Linked DNA regions of Mus musculus: regions 2, 3 and 4 are each linked to region 1. The links are chromatin contacts, called in public HiCAR-type and HiChIP or PLAC-seq maps. All regions are on one chromosome and are shown on one strand. Each heading gives the region's core, a stretch centred on a gene start, on an enhancer-like site or on the middle of the called end of the contact. The rest is flanking DNA. Distances are from core to core; before and after follow the strand shown.

Evidence for each region. HiCAR-type assays count read pairs that join an accessible place to other places. HiChIP or PLAC-seq counts read pairs in DNA pulled down with a chosen protein or histone mark.
Region 2: an H3K4me3 HiChIP or PLAC-seq map of forebrain shows a contact between it and region 1, with 13 times the contacts expected there. The contact joins two enhancer-like sites. A contact is called at or near these places in 1 of 15 datasets of contacts at CTCF or cohesin (large pre-B cells), 26 of 484 Hi-C or Micro-C datasets (the 63-12 cell line, the C2C12 cell line, CD4 T cells and 14 more), 9 of 115 datasets of contacts at active chromatin or transcription factors (embryonic basal ganglia, embryonic forebrain, embryonic midbrain and 3 more) and 1 of 9 other capture datasets (embryonic stem cells).
Region 3: a contact with region 1 is called in a HiCAR-type map of astrocytes, with 2.8 times the contacts expected there. The contact joins two enhancer-like sites.
Region 4: a HiCAR-type map of astrocytes shows a contact between it and region 1, with 2.7 times the contacts expected there. The contact joins two enhancer-like sites. A contact is called at or near these places in 4 of 115 datasets of contacts at active chromatin or transcription factors (astrocytes, embryonic forebrain, embryonic hindbrain and 1 more).

What each region holds. Positions count from the first base shown.
Region 1 is chr7:64,724,830-64,727,361 of GRCm38.p6, forward strand. All of the region lies in intron 6 of Apba2 (amyloid beta (A4) precursor protein-binding, family A, member 2), which reads left to right. Among named protein-coding and RNA genes, the nearest start is that of Nsmce3, 150 kb to the right of the region's middle. Within about 2 kb of position 1,267, at least 33 of the 459 cell types and tissues checked have an H3K27ac peak or open chromatin away from gene starts, as enhancers often do. A contact at or near this core is called in astrocytes, cortical neurons and forebrain, where this site is marked.
Region 2 is chr7:63,754,189-63,756,720 of GRCm38.p6, forward strand. It overlaps Otud7a (OTU domain containing 7A), which reads left to right. Exons shown (of 14, transcript NM_130880.1): 12 at 444-558; 13 at 728-812. Among named protein-coding and RNA genes, the nearest start is that of Gm39023, 97 kb to the right of the region's middle. Within about 2 kb of position 1,268, at least 90 of the 459 cell types and tissues checked have an H3K27ac peak or open chromatin away from gene starts, as enhancers often do. A contact at or near this core is called in cortical neurons and forebrain, where this site is marked.
Region 3 is chr7:63,904,142-63,906,673 of GRCm38.p6, forward strand. All of the region lies in intron 1 of Klf13 (Kruppel-like factor 13), which reads right to left. Among named protein-coding and RNA genes, the nearest start is that of Gm27252, 9.0 kb to the left of the region's middle. Within about 2 kb of position 1,265, at least 114 of the 459 cell types and tissues checked have an H3K27ac peak or open chromatin away from gene starts, as enhancers often do. A contact at or near this core is called in astrocytes, where this site is marked.
Region 4 is chr7:63,924,547-63,927,078 of GRCm38.p6, forward strand. The region is part of intron 1 of Klf13 (Kruppel-like factor 13); the gene reads right to left. Among named protein-coding and RNA genes, the nearest start is that of E030018B13Rik, 9.0 kb to the left of the region's middle. Within about 2 kb of position 1,270, at least 300 of the 459 cell types and tissues checked have an H3K27ac peak or open chromatin away from gene starts, as enhancers often do. A contact at or near this core is called in astrocytes and forebrain, where this site is marked.

The DNA.
Region 1 (2,532 bases), core at 17-2,516:
CGGTGATGGTTCATCACTGAGGGAAGTCAGAGCAGGGACTTGAGCAGGAGCTTGAATCAGAAGCCATGGAGGGACTGCTGCTTGTTGGCTTGCTCAAAGACTATGTGTTTACCCAGCTTTCTTATATAACCCAGCATCAGTGTTAGGGAAAGTGCCGCCCATAATGAGCTGTGTTCTGCTCCTTCGATTAGCAATCAAGACAAGCCCCCACAGACATGCCCACATCTGATCTAGACAGTTCCTCCAGGGAGGCTGGTTCAGAGGACGCATCATGCTGAAAATTAAAGCTGGCCATGACTGGTTTCTTTTTCATAGCAGTCTTGTTGACACACAGTATAAATCTGCATCGTTCACCTGATGGCACTTTTTGCACCCTAGGCTAGTATGGTTGCTTCCCGATGGCATTGTCTGCATGGTCCTCTGTCTATGCCCAGGAAAATGGTCAGGGTTTAGATATGGAGCAGTCATAATCAGTCTGATTGTGTGGGTAGAACTTCATAAATATCATCTTTTATTAGGAAGCTCACAGAACCTGGTTATCTCTCTTTTGATGATTTTAGTGACAATCAATGATCATTGTCTAGATCCATTTACTGGTTACTGTGATAGCATCCTTTCCTGGCTGTTGGTTCTGTGAACTTCTATATGGACAAACTTCTCCATGTCAGGCATTTGGTTATCCTGATTATAGTGCACACAAGAAAAGCTGGCAAAGTCTTGAATCCTTCACTTTAGCAATGTTTAATAGAGTGGGTTTCCCCACCAACCTGTAAAAGTATAAACAGTGGGCTTAGGGACTATCACTGGGCATCCTTGGGTCACAGCCTGATGAAGTGGCCCTGAAGACATCTTGCTTATAGATGCCTCCATACCTCTAATCAACTGGCCTTTGGAGGTTAGTTCCTAAGTCTTCTCGTGGCAGCCTTAGTGTGTTCCAATAGTCTGACATAATTTATTTATTTTGTCCTGGGAGTGAAGTCAATTATTTATTTTATCGTGGAACAAGGTGAAGTACTGCTTAGAGACTAAAATCTGGGTGAGGTTGAGGCTCCTTGCTGCAGAGCTTAGGAAGTAGTCACATGTGGTATGTGGCACAAAGCTCACAGCAACCCCAATTCCTGATACTTACTGCCATGCATACCCCTCACCCTGACCATGAGCTGGTAAAAGAGTTGAATAGGATGTTGCTTCCAAGATTAGGTTATAGACAGAGCAGTTTGTGCTTCTCTCCCTCTTGCTTGTTCTGTAAGGGAGCCAAGCTGCTGTGCTATGGTCCTCAGCTGCCCTCCAGAGAGGCCAGCAGGCAAGGGACCTAAGTCTCTGCCAACAGCCCTGGCAGGGAAGTTGGAATTGGTTTTTCTTGTTCAGCCCTAAGATCGTAACAGGCTTCACAATTACCTTGACTACAGCCTCCATGGAGATTCTGAGCCAGAGGCCCCAGCTGAGCCATAGCTGGAGTCCCAAGATAATAAGTGTTTGATGTTTTAAGCCACTAAATTCGGGGGTAATTTTTATGCAATTATACTCAATAAACAATAACTAGTATGCTATATTTTCAAAGTTGCACTGCATAATGATTCACAGGGACATTTTTCCTGGGGCTTCGGAGTCCTTGCACTTGAGCTTTCTTGTTCCTTTGTCCCAGGTTCCAATTCTCAATGGGATTGGGGTTATGCTTTTGTCTTAACTCTGCTACTCACGCTCCAGTTCCAGAGACAGCAGTATCGATGTTGCCAAGGATGCAGCCCAGAGGCTCAGTGAGGAGTTCCTGGCTTTTATTCTTGTCTTTCCAGCACAGCCCAGCAGCAATGGACCACCAAATGGCCTCAAGTGGGGGAAGGAACCATCTCCATGCCCGGGGAGGCTCTGGGACCTATAGTTCCTCCCTTCCCATAACACCCTATCCTAGATCCATGCTGTGCCCGTGGCAGCTTTTTGTAATGCTTGGGAGACATAGTTAGTTTTTTGATTATGTCACAAATGAGTATTCAGATTCATTTACCCCCCCCCTTTTTTTGAATTCTTAGAAACAAGCATTTGGGGCTGGAGAGATGGCTCAGTGGTTAAGAGCACTGACTGCTCTTCCAGAGGTCCTGAGTTCAATTCCCAGCAACCACATGGTGGCTCACAACCATCTGTAAGGGATCCAGCGCCCTCTTGTCAAGAGTGCAGGTCTACATGGAAGTAGAGCACTCGAATACATTAAATAAATAAATAAATAAATAAATAAATAAATTTTTCCTTTTTTTAAAAAAACAAAATCTAGTTCAATAAACACCAAGCTTTTGTCAGTATGACTATGACTCTGCAAAGTGCTTGCATGGGTCTAAGATAAACACACAACACAGGGCATGCATAAAGGTGTTCAGTCCCGGCTGCTTCCCTCTTACCTTCTCTGTAGAAGCCTTCCCCATATAGACAGCCATATATAACATTTAACATAGTTAGTAGCATAGTCTTTTTAAGTTTCATATAGGGTCTTATGGGGGGGTCATTCGATGTTTCTTTACATACTTGGTTTATGCAATGGTT
Region 2 (2,532 bases), core at 18-2,517, 970 kb before region 1:
GCAGAGCTCAGCTCACACCTCTCCCAACTTGCAAATTCTGCCCTTCTCTGAGATGAAATGGAGGCAAGGAGCAGGTCATCCAAAAGTGGCCTTCCGTGGTTCACCACACCCATCTGGGTTTTTCTTCGGAAATAGCAAAAGCACCCATAGCTTTTTCTCATCCTGACAGCAGAGAGATGCCTGCCCTCTAACAGAAAGAGACCCTGTCAGTCCAGGTGATGCCTCCACCTGCTTGCTCTTCGCCTACATAATAGAAACAAGTTTGAAACCTATAGTCTTAACATTCGTGGTATGCAAGTTCTGAGTCTACCTTCTGTCTCCATTAGGTTACCTGCCCTGGGACAGCTATTTTTGAATTTCTGAGCTCTGAACTCTGCTGGTGCCTCCAGCCTCCTGGCAGGCAGATGAGGTGCCTGTCACCATGCCTCTCTCTTCTGTTTCAGCTGTGATCCCTCTGACGGATTCGGAACACAAGCTGCTGCCCTTGCACTTTGCTGTGGACCCGGGAAAGGACTGGGAATGGGGGAAAGATGACAACGACAATGCCCGGTTAGCCAAGTAAGACCTGCCCCGCAGTCCAGTCCGGACCCCAACACCCTGCGGGAGAGTGGTGGTGACAGGACTCCTGTTGGGATTTGGGGGACTAAAGGGCAGGGAGAGGATTGCACGCGCAGGCGAGTGAGCTCCTGCCACCTCCGGAGCTTCTCACTGGGTGTTCTTTTGTCAGCCTCATCCTGTCCCTAGAAGCCAAGCTGAACCTTCTACACAGCTACATGAATGTGACGTGGATCCGCATCCCCTCCGAGACCCGGGTGAGCCTCGAGTGCACGAAGCCCCACCCAGTGACCGGGCAGCAGCCGCTCTGTGCGGTGCGGGCAATGCTGTGCCTCCCCAAAGTCTCCACGCAGCGCAGCGCTCGGCTCCACGCCTTGGGGAGGTCCCACACCTTCATGCCCCAGAACCGGACCCAGCTACTGATTCCTAGTCCAAACACTTCCTCCCGGTGGGAGGCGGGCGCGTATTAGGGGCCCTCCCTCTCCCCCACCCCCCTCCACCTCTTATTTTACACAGCAGGAGAAGAATAAACACACCCACTCACAAAGCAAACCGTAGGCAAGTCAAAACACAAAACTATCTCTGCAGAGATCGGAACAAAATGTGCCGCGGCAGAGCGGAATTAATTATAACTGTGTGTGGATCCTTAGAAAATCTAGGGAACCAACAGCGCTAGTCCTCAGCGCGCGCCCTTCCCCTCCCTGAGGCGGAGGTGGCCTCCGGTGGAGCTAGCAGAAGGCGGAGAGACGCGGACCCATCCCGGGGGTGGGATGGGGGTTGCCCCTGCTTGCAGATGCTGAGAGATTCTTTTTAAGTTTGTGACTGATGTTTTCATAATCTTGGGAGGGAACTCCCAAGGGAAGGGATTTGTGAAAATTGCTTGCAAATAATTGGTCCTCCCTGACATCCGTTTACTTATGTATCCAGCGGATTCAAAGTACTGAAAGGAGACATCCCGCTGAATGGCTCCTGCCCCACTGTTCTGATTGCTCACTTCCGCTTCGCCTGGACATCATCCAAGTAGGGCGCCCCCACGTGGCTCTGATTCGCCATGTTCTTGGGGCACAAGAGACAGCCAGTCAGTGACAGAATCTTGCCTCTCTCATGCTGGAAGGTGCCACTGTGCCCCAGGATGATGCTCTGTAGCACCTACGTGGTATGCAATGGCAGCAGCCCTAGATCCATAATCAGTACCTTCCAGCTGAGCACATCTTTTCCCTACAAAGAGCAGGATGCATGGCCAGACCTTGGTGACCTCCATATCAAGTACAAAGCTCAGCAGACAACCCCACTGCTAAAGGGCACACAGCCAAGGCCCCTCTCTTACTGGGGCCCCTTTCCCTGTTTCAACCTTGAAGCTGACACTCTTTACCATCCCCGGCAAGCCAACCTAAAACTCAACTCTCTCCAAACTCAAGTGAAAGGAGGGATTTCTGCCTGGGTGGTGGTCAGCACAGGTCTGCCAGCCTTGCTTCTACTGACCTAGCCACAGCAGCTCATCCTTCTGGAACCTGCTTGAGCAGAGGAAAAGAATAAAGTGAGGAGCAATGGCTTCTCCCTTCTCTTCTAAAGACCAGAAAAGGCCTGCCCAGGCATGTACTAGTTCCTGACACACCCAGATGCAGGCTGGAGAGATGCTGTCTTTCCAATGACTCTCCTCACAGGAAGGTCCCTCTTTGGAGAACTTATGGCAGCTGCCTACCCAGCATGACCTCCTCTCATAGCCTTCTCAGGCTTGCCACCTATCCCAGAGATTGGCCTAGCCATGCTCTGCATGGTCTCGCCCTCACTGGCTGCCCCCAGGTAGTGTCGTCCAGGTTATTGTCCATGGCATTCCTTCACTAGTGCCATCCCACAAGACCCCACATCCTCACTGGAAGCCATTTCCAGCATCCTTTTCAGCTTAGCATTCCATTTGTAGTTAGAGAAGGGAACTCCTGAAGTAGCATGTCATAGCTGGATAAAGGGAGTGGTGGT
Region 3 (2,532 bases), core at 15-2,514, 820 kb before region 1:
AGTGAGCTGAACCCAAAGAGCAGACATTTCCATCTCTTCCCACTCAATCCTTAGGTCGCAGAACTGCTTTCCAAAGGAACAACAACAGTGTGTCTATCTTCCTGGCTCCTCGTCCCCAAGCTGCAGAGAGCCACATGGGGGCCTGCTTTGTCATCCTGAACTGAAGGGACCATATCCCATTTCAGAAGCCAGCATCAACAGTCTCTGTCTGGGTATTACACAGAGAAATCATGTCTCAAAAAATCAGAAAGAAACAGAGTGTGTGTGTGTGTGTGTGGGGGGGGGGGGGGACGGGTGAAAGAGAGAGAGAGAGAGAGAACTTGCAGTCATCCGGCATATATAAACTGCTCTGAAGTTTCAACAATAAGCTCCCAGCTTCAACAATAGTCTGAGAAGGATGTTGAAGAGGATGGTCAACAGCTCACGGGTGCTCAGCATCTTCTGACCTTATGACTACAAATGAGAACAGGAGAGGACAGCACTCCACACGTTCATGGCAATGTTAGAATCAGAAAGTTGCCAGCACTGAGTGCTGCTGGACCAATTCACTCTCACACTAGGAGAGAGAAACAGCCACTGTGCAAAGTCTCCCACAGAGTCTTATGAATTTATACAACCTTATACACAACACCCTAACCCCACTCATAGGCCTTCACCAAGGTGAACTAAAAATAGATTTCATACTAAGACCTGTACACAAACCTTAAAACAGCTATTCGTAACTATCTCAAATGGAGGCATGGACTTTCTACAGATGGAGAGACAGATTTTGGTGTATCCACACAATGGAATATTATTCAATGGTTAAAAAGAAGCTCCTGACTCACAACAAAATGGATAAGTTATGAATGAACTTTGCTAAGGTGAAACAACCAGACATAAAAGGCTGCACTTCCCATGGCTCTATTTATATTTCATTCTGTAAATCACAGACCTATAGACAGAAATCCCACCAAGGACAGAGGGATGTGAGACTGGTTAGCGTCTATAAGGGGATGAACAGGGTGACTTCTATAGTGGTATAAGGACAGTAAGTAGATAAAGACTGCATTTGTCAGTTCTGGGGTTGGGGGTAACCTTAGTGCAGTCTCCATCTCAACCCAACACCATAACAACAACAACAACCACCACCACCCCAGCACTTGGAACTGTATTCACAAACAAGGCATTTCAGGCTACACAAATAAACACCAACCAGGAAGCTGGGGAATCCCAGGCTGGGACAGACTGAGTCACATGCCTTTGTGCAGGGTGGGACAGCAGCTGACCTAAGTTACTGGGAACACAGTGCTGTGACTGGAAACTCTTTAAGAGCAGGCAAAAGGACCTGCACTGTAGTCAGCAAAACATCAACTCTAAGCGTGGTCTAACAATCTACACCTGCCTCCCGGGTGCACTAAGGAAAGGGGACACAGGTAAGGCCACTGCTGGGGGGTAGATGTAGAGGGGTCACAGAAAGGGGCAGTCCACTGGGAGTCTAGTCCCAGAGGCTGGCCACAAATAAGAAGAGCTAGATATGGAAGGACAGAGAGATATGGTGTATTTCGTTAATGTGTTAAACAATGTAAATGTTACACACACACACACACACACACACACACACACACACACACAGCTCTACGCAGAGTGGCATAGTGGCAGCCACACCCCAGTCACAAGGAGCACACCCAGATCCTGGATTCTGATACCATTCTGCAGTGAGAGGAAACAGGGTCCTTTGGATTTGATCTGTGGGCTGGGACAGGAAAAGTCCGTAAGCCCGAGCATCATATAATGCCAGAAAGTCAGGAAACAGACAAAAATTCAAAAACGAAGGGGCATGTCAAAAGGACACAGGAACAGGCCTAAAGAGTCCCTGTCCAGGGCTGGGATATTTGAGTAACAACATAAATAGCACTAAATTCACATGAACTGGATTCCCCACAGGCATGAAATGGAAAGACTCTTCCTTTCTGCTGTGTTTACCTCCGAAAGCCACAAACCCAGTCCAACCATGAGAGAAAGAAAGATCAGACAGCTACAGGCTGAGGGACAGTCTACAGAATACTTAGCCTGTGTAGAATTGCTATTCTTGTTGCTGTGTCTAAGTACCTGACCAGAGATGTAAGGAAGACTTTATTCTGGGCTCAGGGTTTGGAGAACAACAGTTCATCGTGGCAGGAGGCAGGAGCACCGGGCAGCTGGTTACATTGCATTCTCGGGTAGCAGAACGATTAATGCTGGTGTGTGTCTGCTTTTTATATAGTCTGGGACCCCAGATCATCAGGTGGTATCACCCACACACATCAGGTAGGTCTTCCCAGAGAAGTGTCTCCTGGGTGATTCTAAATCCAGTTTGGTTGACAGTGAAATTGAACATCATAGCCAATACCCCTCAAAATTGTTGAAGGTCTACCTCTTTTTGACTTGGCATGGCTGCTGCACTAATGAGCTCACATCCTCTGACGTTACCTGCACAAGATCAAGCCTGTGCGCATTCTAGCATGGGCCAGGGAAGGGCTCACGAGCTCCTACCACCAGCTGACAAGCTAT
Region 4 (2,532 bases), core at 20-2,519, 800 kb before region 1:
AAACCACGAGACTGACACTACACAACCGTAAGGGGAGCCTCAATGGATAAACCATCCACCAGGTGACCTAGACCAACATTTCTGGCCAGAAAAGTGAATGAATGCGCTTCCCAGCTTACTCACCAGGCTCTTTGTTGGGGCAAGGATATATAAGGTGACCTGTCGGAGAAGAGACCCTGGCAAAACAGGAGGCCATGGGAACCTGCTGCTGAATCTACTCATGGGCTGGCCATTCCCACAGGGACACTCCCATCAACAGCCAAGCATGTGGGCAGGAGAGCCTGGCCAGGTGCAGCTGACCCAGGCTGCCAGACTGCCTGCAAGAACAGTTAGAGTTTAACAGCAAACATAATCCTCACTGGCATGGCTGAGGTGTAAAACCAGTTCACACCCTAGACTCCTCCAGGAAGACTGGCTCTGGGCAGGAAGGTAGGTGGCCCCCGGGCTCTGGAAGCTCCACTTATGGGCATCTGAGAAGAGAAACAGCTCCCCAAAATTTTCCATGGAACTTAATCAGCCTCAAAGCCAATAAATCCTGGTGTGGTGTTTACGTAAGCGCTCCTAGCCTCTGGCCCTCAGCCAGTACTCCGAAGCCTACGCTGTGCCAGCTGTCGGCAGTGGGGTGCCCTCTCTGCTGCCCCCACCCTGCCTCACCAACCTAAAAGAAAGTCAATGAATCACAGAAATGTTCCTCCTATAAAAGGAATATAAATGTTTATTAAGAAATTATGGGAACCAGGTCAGGCATTTTGCAATCTTAGTCATACTAGCTAATTAAAAAAAAAAAAAAAATCAAAATAGAAACCCATCTTAGAAACTTGAGACAATGAAAGCTTCTCCAGCCAAGGAGCCCTTGGATCCCAGACTCAGCTTGGTTGTCAAGGCAACTCAGTATTTACCTCCAGTTCTGCTGTGTAGGAGGACCCTGGCTGGGACCAGGAACAGCCAACCAAGCCACCTCCTCCCCAACACCACAGAGGATAGGTGCCAGGGTGTCCCCAGAGAGCGGAAGGAGGAAGCCACAGCTTCCTTCATGGCTACGCAGTCGTCTCCCCTGCATAGCTACCTACAGCACAAAGGAGAGGCGCCCACATTCTCCTTCCTTCAGTCCCCTGTGCCCCGGGGTTCCTTGGGGGTTGGAAACCACTGAAGGCAAGTTAGAACCAGCTTGGGTCCAAAGTACAAAGAGGAAATTAAGGGTGGATGTGCCCAGACTGCACCCTCAGCTGGACAGCCCATGCCCACACTCAGTACCCACCCAGGCTCCACATCTGTGAGGAGACCTGAAGGGATGGAGGGCAGAGTCCCTTGTGCTTAACTACGGGTCCCTCTCTACATCCCGAGGACAGCCCTGTTGGCACAGTCACGCCCAGCATACTACTCCCTCCTCCTCAGCTCTTGCAGGGCATCAGGCTTTCTGAAAGGCTCATGGCACTACAGCAACAAACACTCCTGCTACAGCCTGTATACCTACAGGACAGCTTATGGCTAACTTCCATCCAAGGGAGCAACTGTCCTATGTGCTGGCTGAATGGCTCGTATGTGTGCACGCATCCATACACACCCACATAAACTCTTTCTTCCAAGCCGAGCTCCACGGGTAATTTAACAAATGAGTTCATAACACTGGATCATAATTCAGGCCATGAGCCAGATGTGGGAGTGAAGAGCTATAATTCTAGCTCTTCGAGAGGCTGGGGCAGGAGAACCCTAAGTTCCAGCACAGCCCAGGAAACTTAACGAGATTACTGACAGAGGAAAATAGCTGGGGCTCAGTGGAAAAAGTACTTGCCTAGCATATATAAAACCTGGGATGCCATCTCTAGTAAGGGGATACTACTTATTATGACAGAGTAGAAGAATGGGGACAGGAAAATAAAGGCTGAAGTTTTTCAAAAGCTAGAGTGTGGGCTTAAGAGTGATACAATTAGACAAAGCAAAATGCCTATCCACAGGACAGGCCACATCAGAACCTAGTCTTGCAGGCCTGGCAGTTCGGGAAAACCAGCTTTCTGATTGCTAACATGGCAGAACCGTGCCAGTGCAGGTAACACCCTGACTGTTCTCTTTCAGAGAGCCACATCCCTCCACAAAGCCTGGCAGGCACACAGCCTTGACATATGGACATTCTACAAAGCCCAGGGCTCACACAGAAGACACTGTGTGTTGTATCAGGCCAAGTAGCAAAGGGGGTTGGGGGTGGAGGACACTCTGGAAAAGATGATAGTTCAAAGTCCCTGTGTGTCCCAGGTGCTGCCAGGGGCTGATAGTCAGAAACAGCAGATTAGAGAAAATCTTCCTGAGAACCTAAGGCAGTCCGAGGGTCCTAAAGACCACCTACATGTTGCAGGTCACTCAGCAAACCTGGTAGGGGAGGAGCATGGGAGAAACATGTAGGTACCATCACCACTAAGGTGGGGTGGAAGCAAGAACAAGGAGATCGGAGAGGCATGGGTCAAGACAATGGAGAAGGAAAAAAAAAAAATTTAAGCCGTGCAGTGGTGGAGCACTTGGGAGGCAGATTTGAGTTCG